Regions from separate parts of the Mus musculus genome. Here region 2 is linked to region 1. The links are chromatin contacts, called in public HiChIP or PLAC-seq maps. All regions are on one chromosome and are shown on one strand. The core of a region is the stretch at or near the end of the contact, and the rest is flanking DNA. Distances in the headings are between cores, read along the strand shown. Region 1 holds the start of Chordc1 (cysteine and histidine-rich domain (CHORD)-containing, zinc-binding protein 1). Region 2 has its middle 34 kb from the start of Olfr24.

What was found. HiChIP or PLAC-seq counts read pairs in DNA pulled down with a chosen protein or histone mark.
Region 2: an H3K4me3 HiChIP or PLAC-seq map of embryonic stem cells shows a contact between it and region 1, with 9 times the contacts expected there. The contact joins the enhancer-like site here to the promoter of Chordc1 in region 1. A contact is called at or near these places in 5 of 39 promoter capture datasets (the C10 cell line, cranial neural crest, embryonic stem cells and 1 more), 2 of 484 Hi-C or Micro-C datasets (both in embryonic stem cells) and 7 of 115 datasets of contacts at active chromatin or transcription factors (bone marrow-derived macrophages, embryonic stem cells, neural progenitor cells and 1 more).

Annotation. Positions count from the first base shown.
Region 1 is chr9:18,290,690-18,294,232 of GRCm38.p6, forward strand. Chordc1 (cysteine and histidine-rich domain (CHORD)-containing, zinc-binding protein 1) reads left to right here and starts at 1,578. Exons shown (of 11, transcript NM_025844.2): 1 at 1,578-1,771. The coding sequence starts at 1,708. It overlaps Gm51667 (a long non-coding RNA gene), which reads right to left and starts at 2,576. Exons shown (of 4, transcript XR_003948105.1): 1 at 2,386-2,576; 2 at 1,496-2,015.
Region 2 is chr9:18,719,657-18,723,199 of GRCm38.p6, forward strand. No RefSeq gene overlaps it. Among named protein-coding and RNA genes, the nearest start is that of Olfr24, 34 kb to the right of the region's middle. Within about 2 kb of position 1,570, at least 50 of the 459 cell types and tissues checked have an H3K27ac peak or open chromatin away from gene starts, as enhancers often do. A contact at or near this core is called in embryonic stem cells, neural progenitor cells and stem cell-derived neural progenitor cells, where this site is marked.

The sequences.
Region 1 (3,543 bases), core at 328-2,827:
CTTTTTAAAATTTAGAAGTATTTAAAAGGCTTATGCCCTTCACACAGTATTAGCTACTTTCAAAGTGGAGAGGGGAGCAATCTGCAGTAAATTGACTACTGACTTGGGCACAATTAAATTGGTGAGATTATATAGGAGAGAGTGGAAAATGACATAATTCAACATATTCCATCTTTTGAAAGACCCACAACATGAGGACTCCCCCATGTTCTGACTCAGGAGAGGCGACACCCCAAATCACTCACCAGAAACTGTCTCGCTGCAAACTGCAAGAGGACTTTTAATTCAAGAGTGCTCACAGTCATACACCATGCAGGGGTAGAAGACCATGGCGCCCTGAGTAGCTGGGTAAAGGGGTATTTAAAGGAAGAAACCACAACTCAAGGAGGTGGGGAGGGCATTGTTGGAAAATACCAAAAATACCAGTTAAGAGTCACAAAGAAGTGCAGTCACAAGAGTCACAAGGAATACCTGGTAATTGTGGGGATTATTTCTCAAGACAGTTTCTAAGAGCCCCTAACAATAGCACATTTGCATAGCGGGTTCCAGCAATGGTCAGGGTGGGTCAGGGTGACTTTCTTTGAATGAACACTCCTTGAACCCAGGAAGCTGGTGGGTGGAGGAATATTGCTGTTTTATGATTAGCATCCCTTGGAGCATTGAGTCATAGAGGTCACATTCTCAAGCCTGGGCCTAAAGGCCTAGAATTTTGCTTTTACGTTATATTTTTTCACATTCATAACAATGACTATAAATGACTTAACAATGGCATAAAATGAAAATTCTATTAGCTTAAATAAATACATTATATTTTTTGTTGTAACACATAAGTTTGATATTTCTAGGCATAAAAAGAGATACAGAAAATGAGAATACTTTTATTATTGGGATTAGGAAGGTTGTGAATAGATCTTCATTAATAAACTTGGGATTATTGGTAAATTACAACTACTTTCCGTCATCAAAACAGTCTGCTATTTCAAAAGCATCATATAGAAAGCATGTGCTGAGGACCATACTGTTTGCAAGTTGCCTATTAATGTAATAATGTGTTTTGCACACTAAAAATGTCACAAGACCTACTGAAAGATTGAATGTAGGTTACGTGATGACTAACGTGAAATTTCAATTTAGAATTGTGATTGACTCTAGGACTGCACTCAAAACATAATTTTGCTCATTCTAAAGTCCTGTCTTTGTAAGACGACTTAACCTCAATTTTTGGTAACTGACGCAGTTCTAGAGGAGCATAAGAGCATAGGTTCTGACGCTGCATAAACCTGGACCGAGGGACCGGGAAAAGGGGCGGACCTCACCCCTCAATTACCCTCTGGCAAGCGACCGCGGCTGCGCAGTGAACTCGGCGTGCCGCGCAACACAAAGCACGCCGGGAGAATGCGGGGTGGAACACAAAGAGATCGCCGCTCGCCGAGTCTTCCGCTTCCTCCCCTGGTGTCTCATCTATAACTGTCCGGATCCACCCGACTGTGCTCACCTGTGGCAGTCCGGTAGGAAATCTGTCCACCGCCCGACGCTGGCCCGTCTTCCGGTCTCTTCTGCGCCTGTGCAACCGGAACGTTCGGGAAAATTCCTGAAGCAGTACCGGCGGCTTCCGGAAGCTAGCTGCGGCCTGAACAGTAGTGCTGGTGATTGCTGCGGTGATTCACTTCTAGTCCCGGGTGGTGTGGATTTCGCCGAGAAGACGGAATGGCGCTCTTGTGTTACAACCGCGGCTGTGGCCAGCGTTTCGACCCAGAGGCCAACTCGGACGGTAAGGAGGACCGTGGCCGGCAGCTTTCTCCAGGCCTCCCTCTCCGGACCCTTGGCCTCCTTCACCTGGCTTCACCTCTTGCGGTCCCCCGGAGCCTCCCAGCTCTCTCACCCTCTCTGGGAGCGCAGGGCCGGGCGCTTCGGTGTCCCCGGCGCCCCTCATTCCTCAGTGGGCATCCCCTGCACTTGCTCAATTCTAGGCTATCCAGACCCGGTTTACACTGTCACCGCCGTGATTCCTGGGCCTAAGAGGTATAAAGAGGTGCACACTATTAGACTTCTTGTTGCGTTTGAGTACTAGTGGAAAGCGTGTTGTCACTTGTCAAATTACTTGCTTTTTAAAAAACCGTGCTGGGCTCCGGAAATGACTGTTACACATCCGTTCCACAATAACGTTTTCGGCATACTTTTACTGGGGCCTGCAGTTTTAAACTACGCTATTCCAGCATAAAATGATCCCCAAGTGCTGTTCCAAAAGCCAGTGTGGTCAAATTTGGAATGCACAATGAAAGCAAGCACCTATGCTGGGTGAAACCAGAGGTGTGAATGAATCTCATTATTGAGTGGAGTATTTATGCAGATAACTGGGCTATTGCAGGAATAAACAACACTTACCTCCGATTCATCTAGTATGTATAGTATGGTCTTTATATCCATTCATATATACTCATTATATAACTGAACCACACTGAAGTATTTCATCACAGACTGGAACACCACGTGTTAATAACACAGTTCAGCTTTGTAAAAGAGGTTAAGACCAGTTCCTTAGATAATGATCTTGGTACACAAGTAAACTGGTAGCTTCTTTCAAAATGAGACTGGGACAGGATTTAAAGGGAAAGATGCAGCGAAGCCAGTGTATGAACACACGTTTAACTGTCATGATATGTACATATTCTACTTCAGTACTGAATACATTGATGCATTGTAGCCTGAGGCAATATTTTTAGGGTACTAAATTCCTGACCAAAGTTCAGGAGAGATACCAGCTTGTTGTTGGAAGTTTATCTGTCTTTGTGTGTGTGAAATGGAACCATAGGCTAGGAAAGCCACGAAAAAATAGACAGTCATCAATTTGGGGCACATACATCAAGGGAACACCAGTCAGCCGACCAAATGGGGAAGTGTTTTAGAAAGTAGGGATGAATGCCAAGTAAATTGGTTGAATGAGTGGCAGTTGATAACACTGGATTTAGGAGAAAGCTTTTTAGAATGGGAATCATTTGACTTTACACATTAAAATTACAAATTAAAAGATTAGTGCAGAATATACCAATATTTCTGGTTTTCAAGGAGTACAGTGATAGATGTTTCACTTGTAAGAAGCTGCCAGTCTATATCCAGTCCTCCTGCTCTTAGTGATATGGTATATGTTCCATGCTTATTGTACTTTAAATTCAATTTTAAATGGTTCCCTCTCTACTGCATATCTTTGTGCATACAGGTTTCCATTCTGAACTTCTATATTCTAACTCATTGTACGTAATTAATAGCCTCTTTTTGTTCCATTGCATTAACTACTATTTTGTATACATAGCAGTTACTAAGACTGTAATATTAACTTAGTAGCAGAGGGTAGACAGATCTCACGGCAACACTAGGAATTGAATAGTAGGGAATTAAATTTGGAAGGTTGAGTGAGTTAAGACATTTACAGAAGAATGAAACCTCCTTTCTCTACCCTCATGCCACTGTTGTCAGGAAATAAGTGTGTCTGTTATCTGGTTGTTTTAAACAAAACACTCCACATGCTGGTGGTAATAAATGTAT
Region 2 (3,543 bases), core at 320-2,819, 430 kb after region 1:
TAGGTATTTGCTATTACACTGATAGCAAATTCTGTGTCCTCTCTGAGGAATGATTTGGTTTTACCGAAGGCAGCTACCCTGACAAGGGCCAATAATCTCTCAAGTTATCCCATTTCATAACATGCACATTTACCCAACCCTTAGCTGACTCTATTCTGCCCTTCCTCTTCACATAGGTGAGCCATCTCCTCATACTGTGAGGTACAGTTCCTACCAATGAGGTGAGACAGTCATCACCTACCTGCATTAGGAATAAAAGGCAGAAGTCACTTGGCCACAAGTGCTGCTTGTTTGGCTGGTTTGGATTCTAGCACACAAGTTTTACAAAAATAATGTCCACATATTTTTTACAAAAAGAAAGTGTCTTGCTTGGTTACATTCATTTTGTGTTTCTTTGAGGCATAGTGCAGTTACTGTATTAGAACAGAATACTTCATTTTCTACTCTTAAATCCTTCCTTCTCTTTCCTCTCTTCATTCTTGTGTTACCTCTCCTGTATTTTCTATTCTGTGCTCCTTCATGCCTGGGTACTGAGCCTAGGGACTCATGCCTATTACAGAAGCAGTCTACCTTTTCTGGGAAAGTGAAAATGGTGTAGAGAGGAAGCAGGGCAGGGTTTCCTTAGAGGGCTGCTTCCTTTCTCATGGGAAAAGATGGAAAAGGTCTCCTCAGGAACAAATATCTGGGCTCATTCCTAATGGCCACGAGGATCATGATTCCACACTGAACTGCATCCCCAGGCCCTTGTCATCACCCTTTCTTCCAGTCATGGTATATTTGCCTCTGTGTCTCTTCCTCAATATTTCCCAGTCCCTGGCCTCCCTTACCTTTCCCCCAGTTTTTCCTCTTCTGCCTTTTGTTCTTTCTGCATTTTTTTCTTTGCCCACTTCACATAGAGTTGAATTATGTTTTCTCCTTTCTTGATTTCTTTCCTTCACTGCCTATCTCCAGTTATTTTTAATATTTGTTTCTCTCAAGATCTCACTCTCTCCAAGTTGTTCTTTCACCTGATTTTCTCCTCTCTATCATTCTCTCCCATTCCATCATATCCCCTGTTCTCTCCAGGATCTATTCACTTTCTCTTTTAGTCTCTGTAAATATCTCTCAACACCTCTCTTTCCCTTTTAAAATATTCCCTCTTGTCTTTTCCATCTTTCTGCTCCTTTTCTGCATCTCGTCCCTTTACCTCTCTAGCTAACCACTCTCCCATTTGCATGTTTTCTTTCATATAGATATCTTTGTTCCCCCTTCCCCTCTTTCTTCTCACTGTCTTTATCCTATACTGTGTTATCTTCTCTCCTCTCTTTCTTTCTTTTTCTTCCCTCTCCTCCCCTTTTTCTCTTCTGCACTGCTCTTTCATAACAAGCTTCCCTAGGCCTTGTGTGCTGTGGGAATCATCCTGTCTTGTGTACACCTTCTATTATTTGTCTCTGCTTCCACCGAAACTTGAGCCCTGAGGCACTGGAGGCCTGGACATTATAAAAGACTTCCTGGCAGCCTAGCTCTGACTGAACCCTAGCACAAACTGACACCCACTAATCCCTCCCAGACATGCCTGGTCACAGGGTCTGTTGGGCCTAGTTTATAACTCAGCCAGAAAATCAGCTTTATGTGAACCAAGGCCCTATGGGCCAGTGGTTTCCCGAGTTGGTCTCTGGAATGCCAGGGATATTTTTCATTGAGGACTGGTAGGTATCAGCAGAAGGTGAGGGGAGTCAACCAAAGTAGGCTCAGTTCAGTTTTGCCAGACTCCAGTTCTTCACAAACCTAAACGATATTGCACAGCAATTTGTCAGGCTTTTCCTAACTCAGAGGTTCCCTGACCAGACCCCCAAAGCCCTGTGAGGTTCTTACCCCCTCTCCAGGTCACGAAATTCTTGGAGCATTGAGAATCTACCATGGCTAACCGCCTTTAGAATACTCCTAGATCTTATAGCATAGGGATGGATGCTCCCTCCTAACATCTGGGCTCATTTTCTTCTTTCCCAAAATCCAGGTTCACCAGAGGCAGCAAAATAAGACACTCCACCAGTCATGCTTGTCACTTCAAACTTATACCATTTTTTAAGGGAAGCTCAAAAAGCTCCTTCTTAGTGGGTTTCAGCACAGGAAGCTCAATTATCTGCTCAAATCTGTCCATCGCACTCTGATAATGGCTATACCTCGCCCCAGTTTTGAAACTTTCAATTTTGAGGTTCTGACTGATCTAAACAACTTTCTCAAAGGAAACAGCAGAGGATCTGAGGAACACCCTCTCACCCCCTGTTCCCCAGCTCATTTTAACCTCTCATCCCTGCCATTCAGCTCTAGTTTCCATCCTGGCCTAGAGCCCAAATTTAACACAAAAGAAAACTGGAGATACAATCTACACTGGGTCCTAACGTCTGCCTGCCTGCCTGCCTGTCGGCCTGCTATTTCTGCTAGGTCTCGAGCACTCTCTCCTGATTTATGGGAGCTAGGGTGGTCTTTTTGTTGCTGGGGCTTATTTACTTCCCGCAGCTGTTTGCTTTTGTTTCTATGGTTCAATTTCCTGCTAGGCTTTTCAAGTGGTCTGTCCCCCCCACCCCTCATCTGCAGAAACACACAAACAGGGCATAGAGATGTAGATCACCCAGTGCAGTCCCAGGGACATGGGGATGTCTTTGTGTATAAAAAAAGTCATAGCCTGTTTTACATTACTAAGAAGTTCCCCCACCCCAATCCGGAAAGACTTTATGTACTTAAAAAAAGCTAAAAAAGCATAGCACTTCTAACACAGGCTTCTATTGTTTATGTTATGTTATGTTATGTTATGAGGCCTATGTACTTTAAAACAGCTAAGATGTAAACTACTTCTAATAGAAACTATTATTTATCATATCTCATGGTACAATCAGCTAAATAATTAAGTAATAAAATTGCTTATACTTAAAAATGACAGAAGAAACCCTCTGTCCAAAATTCCTCAGCAATAACTCCAACTTCATAGTTGTAATAGGGCTTCCTCAGCTAACTTCTGTTAGATGTTGTAAACATAAATTTTATAATGATTACGATGCAGAAACTTGACATGCTACACATGTAGCATGTTATAACAGTGGTCCTACAATTTCTGTAATGTTTACCGGGAGGATGGCAAGGCTAATGGTTTTACACTATTTACACAGGAAATAATTTGTAGCATCACACTGTGCATGTAATCTGGGTTCCGCCTTCTCTTGTTAAGGTAATGCTGCATGCCTTCTAAACTAAACAATGGCCATTGTCAGAACTTTGTGTCTGTTTAAACAATTACAACTGAACTGAACGAATTACAGTTAACGTTCTTTCAAATGAGGAGATAGACAAGATCATTAGCACTTCACTGAGTATCCTGGCATTCCTCCCTACTGGTTGTATGTAATTATGACCTAATTATGTAAGACCTCAAGGTTTTCTGAGTGTATAGGCTAAAACTTAAAAATGGCAAGGAAGTCCACCTGTATGTACAACAACAACAACAAAAACCCGTTATATATACTAAGTAAAGGCCCCAAATATTGCTTAATGCCTTTCATTAAATCT